4 separate regions of the Mus musculus genome follow, and regions 2, 3 and 4 are each linked to region 1. Evidence: chromatin contacts called from public Hi-C, HiChIP or PLAC-seq and Micro-C data. All regions are on one chromosome and are shown on one strand. The core of a region is the stretch at or near the end of the contact, and the rest is flanking DNA. Distances in the headings are between cores, read along the strand shown.

The links. A called contact is a pair of places that touch in the nucleus more often than the background predicts. HiChIP or PLAC-seq counts read pairs in DNA pulled down with a chosen protein or histone mark.
Region 2: a contact with region 1 is called in a Hi-C map of ventricular fibroblasts, with 8 times the contacts expected there. The contact joins two enhancer-like sites. A contact is called at or near these places in 7 of 484 Hi-C or Micro-C datasets (the 3T3-L1 cell line, cortical neurons, embryonic fibroblasts and 3 more) and 1 of 115 datasets of contacts at active chromatin or transcription factors (extraembryonic endoderm stem cells).
Region 3: an H3K27ac HiChIP or PLAC-seq map of trophoblast stem cells shows a contact between it and region 1, with 8 read pairs. The contact joins two enhancer-like sites. A contact is called at or near these places in 2 of 484 Hi-C or Micro-C datasets (the C2C12 cell line and muscle stem cells) and 1 of 115 datasets of contacts at active chromatin or transcription factors (trophoblast stem cells).
Region 4: a contact with region 1 is called in a Micro-C map of muscle stem cells, with 5 times the contacts expected there. The contact joins two enhancer-like sites. A contact is called at or near these places in 4 of 484 Hi-C or Micro-C datasets (the C2C12 cell line, muscle stem cells, myocytes and 1 more).

What each region holds. Positions count from the first base shown.
Region 1 is chr5:151,314,389-151,318,309 of GRCm38.p6, reverse strand. It overlaps a transcript of Stard13 not described here. Among named protein-coding and RNA genes, the nearest start is that of 1700028E10Rik, 52 kb to the left of the region's middle. Within about 2 kb of position 2,354, at least 85 of the 459 cell types and tissues checked have an H3K27ac peak or open chromatin away from gene starts, as enhancers often do. A contact at or near this core is called in the C2C12 cell line, cortical neurons, muscle stem cells and 2 more, where this site is marked.
Region 2 is chr5:151,140,009-151,143,760 of GRCm38.p6, reverse strand. The region is part of intron 1 of Stard13 (StAR-related lipid transfer (START) domain containing 13); the gene reads left to right. Among named protein-coding and RNA genes, the nearest start is that of Stard13, 48 kb to the left of the region's middle. Within about 2 kb of position 1,255, at least 151 of the 459 cell types and tissues checked have an H3K27ac peak or open chromatin away from gene starts, as enhancers often do. A contact at or near this core is called in cortical neurons, where this site is marked.
Region 3 is chr5:151,084,783-151,088,447 of GRCm38.p6, reverse strand. All of the region lies in intron 3 of Stard13 (StAR-related lipid transfer (START) domain containing 13), which reads left to right. Among named protein-coding and RNA genes, the nearest start is that of Stard13, 100 kb to the left of the region's middle. Within about 2 kb of position 1,792, at least 38 of the 459 cell types and tissues checked have an H3K27ac peak or open chromatin away from gene starts, as enhancers often do. A contact at or near this core is called in trophoblast stem cells, where this site is marked.
Region 4 is chr5:151,067,711-151,071,548 of GRCm38.p6, reverse strand. The region is part of intron 4 of Stard13 (StAR-related lipid transfer (START) domain containing 13); the gene reads left to right. Among named protein-coding and RNA genes, the nearest start is that of Kl, 120 kb to the right of the region's middle. Within about 2 kb of position 1,833, at least 66 of the 459 cell types and tissues checked have an H3K27ac peak or open chromatin away from gene starts, as enhancers often do. A contact at or near this core is called in the C2C12 cell line, muscle stem cells and myocytes, where this site is marked.

The DNA.
Region 1 (3,921 bases), core at 1,105-3,604:
GCTGTGGTTAGGAACTAAGACTAGTTTTACCACCTATTGGCTGACTGATTTTATGATCTTGAAGAACCTTTTTCATTTCTCTACTAAGAGAGACCCTGGCCAAGGTTGGTATGATGATGGTAGCCTCAGTTCTGTTCTCTGAGAATAGTCTAACAGGCAAGAAGTCAGAGGACTGATAATCAGAAAACACTCAGCACATTTGGTCTTCTCGGGAGGGAAGCAGACTGTGTGTTTCTTGCTACACCTTAGTGACTGGCACATGACATAAGTGGCACATGTGTGAGTATGGAGGATATATGTCAGCCCTTCCAGGACAGTGATTTTTATCCATCTCAGAATCTGTAAGCTTAGCCAAGATCTATTCTTCCTGCCATAAAAAATGTGAAAATTGAGCCAAGGCAGATTCCCCTTATAAAACATCTGTCTCATACAAATCTGTAGCTCAGTTGAGAAAAATGATATTTGTTGGGATAATAGCAGATTATGGAAAGACAGATCCCTGGTATCCCTGGGCAGCAGAACATATTTAAACCAGTGTGTTCCAGACCAGTGAATGAGCCTAAGTCAGCATAGATAGATAGCACCTAAATAATGGCAGCCGAAATCCTCTGGTTTGACATGCTCATATGCACATACACACATATGAACATGCATATATGTACACACACACAAATCAAAGATTTAGTAGAGTTAGAGATTCTTTATTTTGTACTGGGTGAAATGGCTCTTGTTTCTTGTCTGTAGCCTGTATGTCACTACCCTAATGATAAGCAGAGAAAGCTGCTAACATGGAGGCGTATGAGTGATCAGCCCTCAGAGCCACACTTCATATGCCTATCCTTGCAGATGATTCAGAAACATTCCTGTGAAACAAGTCGTACATGAAACAATAATTCAATGATAATATAACATATTAAAGAAGAGCAATTATATAATTGATGGGCTAATAAGTTAAGGATATATTTGTACACTAGTAATGAGACTATGGGGAAGTTTGCACCATAAATATACATATACACATAACTATACATTAGACTCATATATATTACCACAGTATTTATATGTGTGTACTACTATATACATATTTATTCATATTATGTGCACATATAAATACATATAATTTATTATATGAAAATATCTAAATAATTAAAGTTATAGTGGCAACAATAATAACTATATCATGAAGGACTAAGTTACTACTACACTATTACAATTTTTATAATATTGTCAAATACAAGTATCTTTATCTGAAATCAAAACGCATTATATTTAATATAGGAAGATTATTTTCCCAAGATGAAAACCAATGTAAATTATCCATTATGAAAGGAAAATGAGAATAAAATTAAAAGTTAAAGTTGTCTAGAACTTCTTCCTCCCCTTCCTGCCAAAGGTCCTGTTTAAAAGATGGAAACAAGGAAATACAAATGTTTAAATATTTTACCCAAAAATAGGAAAGCAAGTAATACACCAGCTGGCAATATTCATAGCCTAGGTCATTCTGCTCCCTGGAATGTCTTTGAGGGTTTCCTCAACAGCACCATACACAGAGGGTTTCGTGTATCGGATACATTATTTCTGTCAGAAGGCTAACGCCCAAGAGAGGCATTCCTTCTAGATATCCAAACGTTAGGGTTATGATAAAAAAAATACAATGTGATGGAATATGTGGTATTTCTAAATTAGCATACTCAATTATAATGTCTTTGGAATGTGGGAATAGTTAGATTTTATTATGTTTTTATCTTTTCATTACTCTTTAAACAGTTTGTCTGATTTATGCAGGGCTGTGCTAAAAATATCTGACATGGTTACACATGAAAGGGAGGCTCCCAGGGAGGCCCCAAGCTGAAGGAAGTCAGAAAATGGAGAGTCACTTAGTCATGTCCTGAGAGTCCCTGCCTATGAGGCTGAACGATGCTCAGTTACGCAGCACTGTGGACGCTGGAAGATTCTGCTGCGGGAACTTAAAGGAGAGTCACTCATGGGAATGTTAGTTCTCAGATTTCCTGCTGTGTGTACATGGTTTAGCGATATTTATTGGTGTGGCAATATGAGTGGCGACAGCTAGAGTACATCAAGAGCTCTCTATTTGACAACTGCCTTCAGTGGCCAGTTGGTCGCTCTTATTTTGGTGTGTGTGTGTGTGTGTGTGTGTGTGTGTGATGGAGAAGCATTGACTTCCATCTTTAACCGAAGGGGATTTTTGCTTAGTCTCCTCCATTCAGTTGCATTGTGCATCTTACTAGCCAATCCCTGTAGGGATTTTCCCACTGGTCACAGTCAGTGACCCAAGGCTGCGTGTCACAAGTAAGCTGTAAAAACCAATGCAGAAAGCTGGGGAGTCCTTAAACTCTGGAATGTCATGAGTCATAGTCACACAACCTGCCCTCTGAGCACTGCTTTACGCATTCTCTGTGTCTATCAGAGGCTTGCTAAACATGGGTGCTGTTACCAAGGATACAGCACTAGGAACAGAATTCCTGCTCTCCTGAAATTTAGACTAGATGAGGGAGAAAACCATAAATAAATTAAGCAAATATACACAATGCTGAATAGCAAATGCACAGGGGTTGGGGGCGAATCAAGCCAGAGTCAGGCAGTTGGCTTGCAATATAACAATATAATAGTGTTGTCTTAGTTATGATTTTACTGCCGTGAACAGACCCCCAAGACCAAGGCAAGTCTTATAAATGACAACATTTAATTGGGGCTTATAGCAGAATTTTCCCTGTCCAATCACTTTAAATATTAATACAACAAGAAGCCTGTGATTGGACAGGGAAAAGGGAGGTGGGGTGAAGAGTTTCAGAGACAGAGACAGAGGAGAAGGAAAGGGGGAGGAAGGAAGATGGAGGGAGAGGAAGACAATCCAGATTCCTTGAGGTTTTAAGTAGCCACAGATAGTTATGAATATCATAAAAGGATAGAATAGTTGTGATAGCTTGTCTAATGTAGGTGGGCAGCTTTTATCATTATCAACTGGCTCTGAAATTACTGTGTAGGCATCTTGTGAATTGAGAATTTATTGTTATATAAATATGACTGATTAAGCTTCTAGAGTTTTGATTTACTGGGTTACTGGGATTTGAGACTGCCGACCACAGAGGGTGGATGGCCGAGAAGGTACAGGAGGGCAGCTCCAAGGCAGACGAAACGGAGCTGGGAAGACTACCTCACAGAGGCTAGTCTAGTAGCTGGGTGTAACACAAAATATTGCAACTTTTTAAATATTTCCTACAACAGGGGCTGGCTTACAGGTTCAGAGGTTCAGTCCATTATCCTCAAGGCAGGAACATGGCAACATCCAGTCAAGCATAGTGCAGGCAGAGCTGAGAGTTCTATATCTTCATCTGAAGACTGCTAGCAGAATACTGACTTCCAGGCAGCTAGGACCAGAGTATTAAAGCCCACACCCACAAGGCCACACCTACTCTAACAAGGCCACACTTCCCAACAGTGCCACTCCCTGGGCCAAGCATATACAAACCATCACAAGTGGTTTCTTGTGAATACTGTATCACACATACACAGACATACTTGAGTATAGAAGAACTGAGTCTGGACTTTCCCTATTGCATAAATGTTTCCTGTGGAGACAAACATCAAATTAGCCCAGAGAGGACCCCAAAGGCAAACCAAAGAAATTATTTCCCCTGAGCCTAGTGAGTGAGTGAGATGCCTGAGATGACTTACAGGGACACAGGCAGGCAGTTACAGGAGCATGGCCAAGGGGCTACTTACAGGAGTGTGGCTAACTTGATCTCTCTCCCTCATTCTGGGGTGAAAATGTTGACTCTTGTATGTTGGAATTACATAGCCTAAGCTTTTATCTTGCAGGGGCTCCCAGAATAAATATGACCATGAGTCTCTGAAGTGACTTTGGCCTATTGAACAGTGTTAAAACAGTTTAGGTTTTGA
Region 2 (3,752 bases), core at 6-2,505, 170 kb after region 1:
AGTGACTCTTCTCACCTGGGATTGATCTGGGGACACTGATGCTCACAGTCCTGTCTGAAGAGTGAAGTCTCCAGGTCTTCGGCCATCTGCTCGCAATAATGGCAGATTCACTTTCAGATCCCATGACCTCTCAGGGTGCTCTTGCAGGGGTTCTCAAGGCCTGGGGTGAGTGCTGCTTCCCTTAGAGTGCAGGCAGGGTCACCTCAACATCTGAGGCACTCACTGGGGTTCTCTCTGCCCTGATTCTGGCAGCAGACACTCTCCAAAAGAGCCTGCCACATTGTAAACCCATTAAGGCTTGACTCCCTGGGGACAACAAAGAGAACTAACTGCCTTTTGAATGTGGGCTGTGTGGAGGGGACAGCAGTGCCTTCTGGCACCGGGGCTTGTCCTCAGGGCCAGGGTAATCTGTAGGGAAAGTTACAGGCTTCTGAGGGGATATTTTCACAGGTTCTCCAAACAAAAGGCTCTTTCTTTCCACTCTGTCCGACTCTCCTGCTAATTAACTGAGCCTAGTGGAAAGCAGGCCACTTCTGCAAAGAGACTCCTGTGCACGGGGTGCTTAGGATGTTTTTGTCTTGTTTGTCCGAGGAGGCACTGAGAAGGCCCTATTTGGGGAGCTGGTAGCAAGGCTGCCTGCAGACTGTCACAGGACACCTCATTTCTTCTAGTAATTTCCCCCATATGCACAGCCCAGCAAGCTGTGCTCGCCTGGCAGACATGGTAAGCACCTCGTCTAGGTCACTCAGTCCCCTCCTGCAATTGATTGTCCTTCACCTCAGGGACCATTCAGTCCATGTCTTCTTGGCACTCCTGGGCTGTAGCTCACTGACCTCTGTTTACTGCCCTGTTGTCGCTATTTAAGAAGTCCCTTTCCAGACCATCTGTCTTAGATTGCTATTCTGTTTACTTTCCCGCAGGCCCAGGGCCCTGTCTCTTGTATGTCTTTTGAATTCAAAATGCACTGGAGGACCGGGAAGCTCATTAGGCAAGCAATTTCTATTCCAGCGTCTGCTTAGGCAAAGTTTGCCAGAGCCTGCCAGCCTTCTGGAATTGTGGCTGAACCTTTCGAAACTTAGCTTTTAACACTGCCTTTTTTTTTTCTTCCCTTGTTTTGTAATGTTTATAACTAAGTACTATGCAGTTTGGAAAGAGTACTGAATCTTGTTTGTTTTATTCCTGTGTATGACCTTGACCATGAGGAGACATGTAAATTTGATCTGACTCTTATCAGTATTGACTCAAGATTTCTCATTTGTTTCTGTTTAGGCCGGTTTGGTTATGAGACTCGGGGTTGGGGGGGAAGCTCTTCACAGGCCTCTAGTGGACATGCAGCAGAACTGTTGAAATCTCACATTCAAATGCATTGGACCTTGGTGTGGAATTAGGCAATCGCAGAAATAACATTCTTTGTTGGTATTTCAATTAAGGATAAGTCATTGCATTTGTGTTAAAGGCAAAGGGAAGAAGAGTGACCGGAATCAAATTCGTGTTTGCCTTTGGCAGATCACTACCTAGTGGTCAACTTCTGCCGGCTCTATATTTATTTTGGCTTTTATTTGTGTGCCTATGGGTTTTGGGGCCTTCGTGCCACAGAGTGTAGCATGTGAAGGGCAGAGGGTAGCTTGCAGGAGTCCGAACTCTCCTCCTCCCTGTTCATCTCATGTGGGTTCTGAAAGAATAAAAAGGGAAAGGAATGTGCCTGATTCCAGTGAGGCATGGTGGAGGAGATGGTTCATTGTTGACATGGAAGAAGGTGGGAACATCTGGGAGGGTCCAAAGTAGACATAACCCTGAGCCATTCGAGGAGAGGGGGGAAGGGAAGAGAGAGAGGAGAGAGAGGGGAACCAGCAGCCAGGAGGCCCAAAGGTACAAAAAGAGACTAGGTAACCAAAATGGTTAGATTATATAGCGAAGGGAAGCTGGAGGAAGGGCAGCCCAGCCCAATGGGCTGGAGAATTCAGGGCAGGGGATGGAGCACACCAGCCAGCCAGGATGGCCCCTTATCTGGGAGAACCTGGAAGCCTCTCCTTTGATATGTTAAGTAGGCCCCTCTGCCATTTGTCTAGGGTTTGAAACCTAACAGTTTCCAGTCCTGGAAACAAATGCCTCTTCCCTCTGAGCCTTCACCTTCTCCTCATGCAGTTATAACTTTACCAAATACTTTCGCTAGAGCAGCCATACAGAACAATAAAGAGTCTTATTTCATCAAAGCAATTTAATTGTAACATCACCTTATCATTTCAAGTCAACTGCATTGTGAATTCATTTTGCCCAAGGTTGGTGAGGTCTTTGAAATACCTGCTATTTTAATAGATTCGTAGTCTGAATGCTTCACCTGAACTAAGCAAAAAAAAAAAAAAAAAAAAAAAAAAAATCACAAGTCCTTGTCAAGAAATATGTGAAGAATCATTATGCAGAGAGAACCCCACCCTTCCCCGACGCCTGAATCCCACTCCCCACCCCCACCCCCCACCCCACATACAGTGATTTTCCATGAGGGCTCCCTTGCCTCTTCATGCTTCTGTGCCTCGCTTTTATGTTTCCTTTGCTTGAGTAACTCCACCCTTGCACCACTTAACCCACCCAGCAAAATCCTTCATATCCTTACCCATCCAAATCAAATGTTCTTTTTTCTTTCTTTTTTTTTTCTTTTTTCCTTCTCTCTCTCTCTCTCTCTCTCTCTCTCTCTCTCTCTCTGGCAATTCTAACACACACACAGAGTAGTGGATTCTGCACCACTGCTGCCTATTCACTGTATGATAAAGTTAGTTTATAAAGAGCCTGTTTCTTTCTGAGGATGGGTCTTGGACTTCATGTGGCCCATTAGGCTATATTCTGACAAGTGATGATGTTTGCAATGTCCTCTGTACCCGGGCATTTAGTGAAGGTTTCTTTGAAGTTGACTGCTATCCCATGGGGTGCTTATCCTTGGTAAACGGTCAGGGTAAGGTGTTGCATCTCATCTTTTTCACGTCTGTGTGTCTGTGTGTCTGTGCATGCGCTCAGGTATCCTTGGAGGCCAGAAGAGGGCATGGGGTCTCTTGGAACTGAAGTTAAAAGCAGTTGTCCGGTGGGCACTGGAAACTGAACTCAGGTCCTCTGGAAGAGCATCGTTTGAAAGAAAATGCCCAAGTCTTCAGGGAAAGCAGCCAGTGCTCTTAAACTCTGTACCTTCTCTGTAGCCCACACATCTCATGTTCAGGGTGGAAGTCCACCTACAGCATCCTCACTTCCTCTGCTTGCCTCCTTCCTCCATGGCTACTTCAAACTTAAAATGAGATTAAAGGCTCACGTTAACTGTTTGATGGTGGTTGTGATTGATTGAAAGCTTATCTGAAACTTAAAATGAAGTGTTCTTCCTTAGCATCAGGCAAGAATAAGATGTCAAGCAACTCTGCTGTTGATAAAGTTGTTTGAATAATGGAATGCTGGCATCCCATATGCATCAGAAGCCATCCTCTCTTTTATTTATTTCAATTGTATGTGTCTGTATGTTTACCTGCATGGAAGCCTGTGTACCGTGTGTGTGTGTGTGTGTGTGTGTGTGTGTGTGTGTGTGTGTGTGGGCGGGCGCGCGCGTGCGTGTGCCTAGTATCTGGGGAGCCCAGAAGAAGGTGTCAGATCTCTTAGAACTAGAATTAAAGATGGTTGTGAGCTACCATATGGATGCTGGGAACTGAACCCAGGTCCTCTGTAAGAGCAGCCAGTGCTCTTAACCACACAGACATCTCACCAGCCCTTTAATGTCT
Region 3 (3,665 bases), core at 543-3,042, 230 kb after region 1:
TGCAGGCATGGAGAGCTCTTTCCAGTATTTTAGAAGCTACTGTTAAAAGTTCTACTTTCCTGGGTTGTCACTGATTGTTGACTGAGAGTCTCTTCCTCCGTATGTCATGGAAAGTTCACTGCAAATCCAATTATCTGAGTGAGCTGGTTGGAACGTTAGCCCTATGGGACACCTGGAGGGCACAAAAGGTGTCAAAACAGCTTGCTAAGTTTGTCCTTTGGTGCAAATCACAGCAGGCTGAAGCACTGGGGAGGTGAGACGCTACCTTCTGCAGTGCTGGGTTGTGGTATTCACTGCAGCTGGCTGCAGACATAGGCCTGGATGCTCAAACATGACCTTTGAATTCCTAAATTAATGTGAAGATAGCAACTCATCTGCATAATGCATGTTGTTAATAGATGCTAATTAATTATAGCATATGACAAATGAGGGCATGGGCTGTGTGTGCTGTCGCGTGTTGATGGACCTAGCTATGACTACCCAGTGCAGCTTTCCCCAGTGTTTAAATAAATGAGAAGTGATGAGGGGCCTCTCAAGAAGCCAGGAGTGGTGAGAGGAAAGGATGCAAGGAAGAAGGATAATGCCAGGGAGAAGGGTATTATAGTTCACTGCTGCACACCCCCATTTGATCCAAGGATGCCAACAGCATTAATATTAAACAATGACAGTCTCTGTGAACATAATGCAAACCTTTCCCTTTAAAAATATTTGTCTTAGAAGGGGCTGGAGAGATGGCTTAATGGTTAAGCGTGCCTCCTGCTCTTGCAGAAGACTCAGGTTCAATTCCCAGTACCTACGTGGTGGCTGCCAACTATAACTCCTGTATACCAAGGGATCTGACACCCTCTTCTGACCTCCATGGGTGCCAGACACACAAATGCTACAGACATACATGCAGAACACCCATATACATAAAATGATGATAATAGTTGTCTTGTGCATGCTGATACAACTCCTTTCTGACAGCACAGCCTGCCCTCTCTCTCTCTCTCTCTCTCTCTCTCTCTCTCTCTCTCTCTCTCTCTCCATTGACCTTTGGCCCTGATTTCCTCCCACACCCCAGCTAAAGGCCAGAGGCAGATCCAGGGTTTAAGCACTAGCACAGGGGTGATTTCTCATGCTGTCAATCCTTGGGGGAATAGCCAAGGGGAAAGCAGAGGGAGGCATGTCCATCCTTGCTGGCTCCATAGTGGCATGGCGACAGTCATTTGCTTACTTCAGACTATATCTCTACTTTCTTTATCACATCCCATCCTACCCCAGACACAATGAAGCCTTCCTATGCCTGGCCTGTGACTTTTGCACACCCGGAGTCTGGGAATTACATAGCAGAATTGTGTATTCGGCACAGAGCATCCTCTCTGTTCTCTGCAATGTGTGCTTGCCAGACTCTCTCAGCACCAAGCCCTTTCCCACGCCCCGTGGCTGCAGCACATGGAAGACCCCATGAAGGGCTGGGCTTTGATCCCAGGGTCGGGAGCACATCTTCACTGATTGTGGTTCCTTGAATGTCTTTGAGGTTCCCACCCAGAACACTCCTTAGCTGACAGGGTTCCATCCACCACCCTGACAGGAGCCAAGGGTAAGAAGTTCAGGCAGTTGGAACGGAATCAGAATGGTCTGGAAGAGATGAACACCTACCTCTGCTTGCTATTCCTCCCATGCCTTTGGCGAGGAAATTAAAAAAAAAAAAAAATCACAGGAAACCAGCCATTAAATCAATGTAGGAGACCTCATGAACCATCTGAGGTCTGGCAGTGGAAATGTCAAACCAGAGCCTAAAGTATGAGGAAGGAGGAAGAGGACCTACTGTTTTGCTGTGGTCGCTAAGGGAGGAGCAGACAGCCTGCCCTGTCCCAGGGCTTCTCTACAGCATGAGTCAGGCCTGGGAAGCTGCACCTAGCCCCTCACACTGAAACTCTCGCTCTCCCTTCACTACCAAGGCAGAGCCCCAGCCTCCCTTCTTGACCACTGCCTGGCTCCCACTCTGGTCCTCTGGGCTGTGAGGGACTTCCAACTCCACATCACTAGACTGCATCTTACTCAACTGCACATCGTGGGTACAGGTCCTTGTACTAAATAAGACTTCAATAATTATTTGTTAAGTTTAACCAGAGCTCGGTAGAAATAACCTTTCAGCCCACAAATTATTATATTGTTCTTTGGTTAGGAAATATATGATGATAGACTCTTCATTTTCTCTCAAGAATAATTTAAAATGCTGTCCTTCGCTGAAGACTTCCTCCTCTTCCTCTTCCCCCACCTCCTCCACTTCCTCTTTCTCCTTCTTCAGATAGGATCTTACTATGCAGTTGCAGCTGGCCTAGAACTTGCTATGTAGACCAGGCTAGCTTCAGACTCACAGAGATCTGCTGGTCTCTGCCTGGGATTGAAGGTGAGCATCACCACACACAGCGTTCGGACTTCCTAAGAGAGCTTTCGGTGACTACTAGCTTCTGGCTCTTAGTACCTGCACTCTCTCAACCCTCCTCCCTCCGCCCACTCAGTGCCGCCTGGCCCCCACAATGGGTAAATAAATACAAAGGAACGTGTGGATTTACAGCACCTGTTTTGTCTTAAATGCTTAATCAACTACGCCCTCCTCTCATGAGTGCAAATTCCCTGGCTTCTGAGACACCTTCGGTTCTTGTTGATATACACTCAGACTTTCACCTTCCCAAGGCTGGCTTTCTTCCTTGGCCCTAGGTTCTGAACACTGGAATTCACTGTGGTTCTAAATCTGTTTCCCCAGCTGTTGATATCCATGGGATCACCATCCGTGTGTTCACCCAACCTTCTCTTGACCACTTTGCTCTCTATCCTCCAGGTTTCCTTTTTCTTTCATTGAATATAGATTTTTTATATATATACAGTATATACTGATTGTGGTTTCCTCTTCCCCAGCTCCCCCCTCCAGATCCTTTCCAACATCCCATCCACCCAAATCTACACCCCTTACTTTCCCACTCTGTCTCTCATTAGAATACAAACAAGCACCTCGTAAGTAATAAAAAGATAAGATAAAAACAAATCAGAATAGGAGGACAAAACAAAGAGTAGAAAAAAAAGAGCCAAATAAAAAGTACAAGGAATACGGATAGATACAAAGACAGGCATGTTCCCACACAACATGAAAACACAACCATAATATATAAAAGCTCAACCATAATATATAAGCAAAAAGATCTGAAAGGGAGAGAAAAAGCAAACAAAGCATTGTGAGTCAAAAAAAAATCACAAAAATATCATTGAGTTTGTCTTATGATAGCCCTCTATTGCCAGACACAGGGCTTGCCCTTAAATGTGGCTTGTGTAACCAGAGAGACGCCTTTGGATAAAATAAATTTTCATTTGCAAGCAGTTATCAGTCAGAGAAAGGTTCTAGGTCAGGGATGGAAGCGTAGGCCCACTTGCCCCTCTCAGCACTGAAACCTCAGCTGGTGCAAATCTTCATGCGGCCACAGTAGGTGCTCTGGTCCCACTATGTTCAGAAGGCCTTGTTTCCTTGGCTGTCTCCATCCCCTCTGCCTCTTACAATCTTTCCACCTTCTCTTCCACAGGATTCCCTGGGCCCTGGGGGATTGGACGGGGATTTGATGGAGATGTCTCATTTAGGACTGAGTGTTCTGGATGTGCTTTGCACATTGTCCAGTTGTGGACTGATA
Region 4 (3,838 bases), core at 584-3,083, 250 kb after region 1:
TAAGGACATTTTTTTTAGTGTACCATCTCCATCTGTAATCAGCCAAATCTGGGGTTATTTTGAAGCCAAATCTGGTGTCTTTTATTCTGACTTGCACAGAGCAATAATTACACCTAATGCATTTTAACTCACCCTGGAGTAACCTAACCTTTCAAAACCAATACCTGCCTCCAGCCCCCAGATTTCTACTCTGAAGTAGCACCTCTCAAGGAGTCTAAGTCATTTTGGCCTGACTTCATCTTAAAAGCAATTGGAGCTGGGAACCAAGGATTCTAGCCGAGGAGGTAAAAGAGTGAAAAACAATATCCAGAGAAATATTCACACGTGAGCAAATTATGCAGGCCACAAACAAATTTAAAATGTGGGAACAGGCCTCCCAACAGCTGTCTGGCTAAATAGACCCCTTGAGAAGTGCCCTTAGTATTTGAAGCATGCAGGTCAGATGTTGTTTCGGTTATAACACATGGTTCTTATTAAACTGAATACAGCCGTTTCTGGGAGTCTAAGACAAGGTGACTGCTCTGTGCAGATCTCTCACAAAAGAGAACGTCAAAAACTAATGATACACAATGTTTCCCACAATGTGGAGTGATGGGCTTTTTGCCCTGTCACCTAACTGCTTTGCAGAACTCTCAGGCAGGATATCCGTGAACAACGTACTCAAGGCTCTCTGTGCAACCTGCAAATTAGTCACCTTGGTAGTCTGACCTGCTTGGGATATTTTTTAATGTCTGCTGCAGTAACACACACTCTTTCCCGTCCTGCTTACTGGGGACCTCGAAAATATGTGCACATGAATAGAATATTGCTTTTCACATTGCAAGTTGAAGACTCATAGTCTATTTTCAAATAAAAACATTCCAACATGTGGTGCCCCCTCACTTGTCAGTCTCTGTCCTGGGCTTTGTCTGTGGCTGATTCTAAGCAGCCACACAGCACACTCTAGGCTAAATGATAGGAGACAGAGTCAGAGACTTGAGAATCAAGTGCCCCACAGAACTACAGCCAGCTTTGGATGGAAATAGAAAGTGATCAAGAAAGAGAATTAAGAACCGAACAGCTGTGTGTCCAGTTTACATATTCTATGAAACAGAATTTTCATGTCCAATCTGCAAAAATCACAGACTTGAGTTTTTCAGTGTGGTCTCCACGTGCCTTAGTCATCCAAGGCTACAGTACTCCCTTGAAGGCAGTTGGACCTGAGAAATGGCTCTTGGGCAGGGGGGTGGGGGGGGCTTTCTGGTCAACCTGGGTGGTTAGTAAATAAATGCTGGCATGGGACCTCTCTGGGAGGCCCTGCACTCTATGTTAAAGATGAAGAAACTCTGTAGAGTCAGTTGCCCCCAAACCACAGACCAAAAGGCAGAGGTGAGATTTGAAGCCAGCCAACTCTTCGCCTTTCAAAAATTGTTGGTATTGCTCTGGACCCAAATGCTTGTCAGTTCCTTGGTCTAAGCCATACAAGCAGTGAACTGTTTTTACAACAGGAACGTTGTCATGCCGTTGCAGTACCAAGTTCCACAGTTTCTTGTTCCTGTCTTGGGAAATTTTGTTTAGCTGAGTCAAGGAAAGAAATAAAAATGAAAGTGTACAAGGAAGTGTAGGTGGTGACGCCTAGCTCCTATTTGGCTTGCTGTCTGTTCTGCTGTATATCCATGTGGCTTAGCATCTGCCCTCAGGTGGAGGGCTCTGGGCCCTCATTCTGTACCTCAGCTACAGACTCACCAAAACCCTTCTGGGAGGCATTTCTGAAGGCTGAAAGTGGGATGAGGAGGCTCTCCAGCAATTGGACTGGTTCATCAGCCTGCCAACATACCAAGTAGAGCATTCCTGCATCCCAACAGGCTGACTCACTGGCCTGGGTGCAATGTTAATGGCTGCTGCAACTTTAGCTTCTAGATGTCTGCATAACTGTGGATTTGTCTCCTGTCACAGCTGCAGATTTGTACGGCTCCCCTAACCTGTTTTGTTTTGTTTGTTTTGTTTTTAAAAACCCATTTCTCAGTTTCCGGTGATATCCATCCAGAACAAATATGTAATTTTAGTAAAGAGCATTCTCATTTAGAAAAAAGCCAACAGAGGAGACTCCTCCATGGTGAAAGCAAGGCAGAGCCAAGCTTCCTGTTCTTGGACAAATATCACTACTGACTGATCCACACTAGCATCATGGTAATGTTAAATGGCCTGAAGGGGCCGGCGTTTAGAAAGATAGCTCTTTTCAAAGGCTCCCATTAAAGTCAGCATTTTAATAAGACTCTGGATCATGACCAAAGGTGGAAAGCCACACAGATACTGTGAGTAAAACCTCAAGGCTAGGACCCTCTAAGCTGGATGCTAAGGGCATTACTGAGTTCTCAAAACTGTGACAAGGGGCCTGATTTCCATCTGCACCCCTGGGACATTGTCTTCCACGCCCCACATCTCCTGCAAAACACATATATATCCTGTCCTTCCTGGCAGCATATATATGTAGACAAAGCACCCTTACACGTAAAATAAAAATAAACCATTATTAAGGATAGAGTAACTATATTTTACATCACACAGTGTTATCTTCTTCACAGGATATCCTTCAGTCCCACCAGGAGCTCCTACATCTTAACCCATGCTCTTTACTCCTTACCCAAAATGCTAAAGAAGAAAAGTATTTTAAATTTTTTCACATTTTTGAACACTTATGCATTCAGCAAGGTATGTTGGGGACGGGCCCAAATATTACATGAAATTCATTTATCTTCACTGATTTTATTCAATATTTTCCTTAATTTTGTGCACGAAGCAAAGATTTTTGTTAAAGATTTATCTTATTACTTTTACGTTTCCTTTCTCTTTTTCCTCTGTGTATGACCGGTATATAGATGCCATGAACTCCCTGAGTGCTGGGAGTCAAACTCTTGTCATCAGAGGTGTGAACCTGAGCCTTTAATCTGAACTGTCTCTGTTGTGGTCTACAATCTTCTATTTCTGCCGTCATGTCAGTCTTCAAAACTCTACCTTTGGGAGCACTTCAGATGTGGGGTACAAGAGGGTGAGCCATGTTCACTCTATGCCTCTGACTATGAAAATGAGCTCTGGTATCACTTCGGAGTTTACATAGCCTCATCACATATAATCGAATTTAGATCTATTTGCGAACTACTTTATACGTGTGTTCTGTTACCTTCCATATTGTGACGGAGAAAACTCATTCCTACATCAGTTTTCCCAGCTTAAGATCCCGGGGAATGGCCTTATGCCATCTTTGTGTATTAAAAGCATAAATTCTCTGTCTTTTCACATGATGCTTAAATCAGGCATGACCTTGAGGCAATGCCTCCAGAGGTAGGGCCCTCAGTTGCCCTCAGGGTTTTGACCATGCCTAAGTGCAGCTATCCATTTCAACTTACTACCCAGACCCTCATAGCAGCATCCAGCACCAGCCACCTTCTTCACAACAGCACACTCACAGTTCTTAATCTGTTGTCTTGTTGAAATGCTTTGTTTAGCTTTGAGCTACTGGCCTTTAGCTCTGGGAACTGGCTGTACTACCAGCTCCCTCCCAGCTTCCCTTGAATCCAAGGATAAAAGACACACAGGTTGTTCCTTTTGAACTTGCCTTCTTGGCACCATTGCAAGGCACTACTATATCCTGCCTGGAAATGGGTGCCCTTATCAATACTCTTAGCTCCATACCTCCCACCTGCCCTAAACTTCAGTGGCTAGTCCCACCTAGCCCCTGACCACCCACCTGTAGTAGCGGCCACAGGCCCCAGCTCCTCCTGAGAAGTCCCACCTGTACCTTCAGCCCAGCAATTGGCCCATGGCATCTTTACTGACAGATCAAGAACCAATTGGAGAA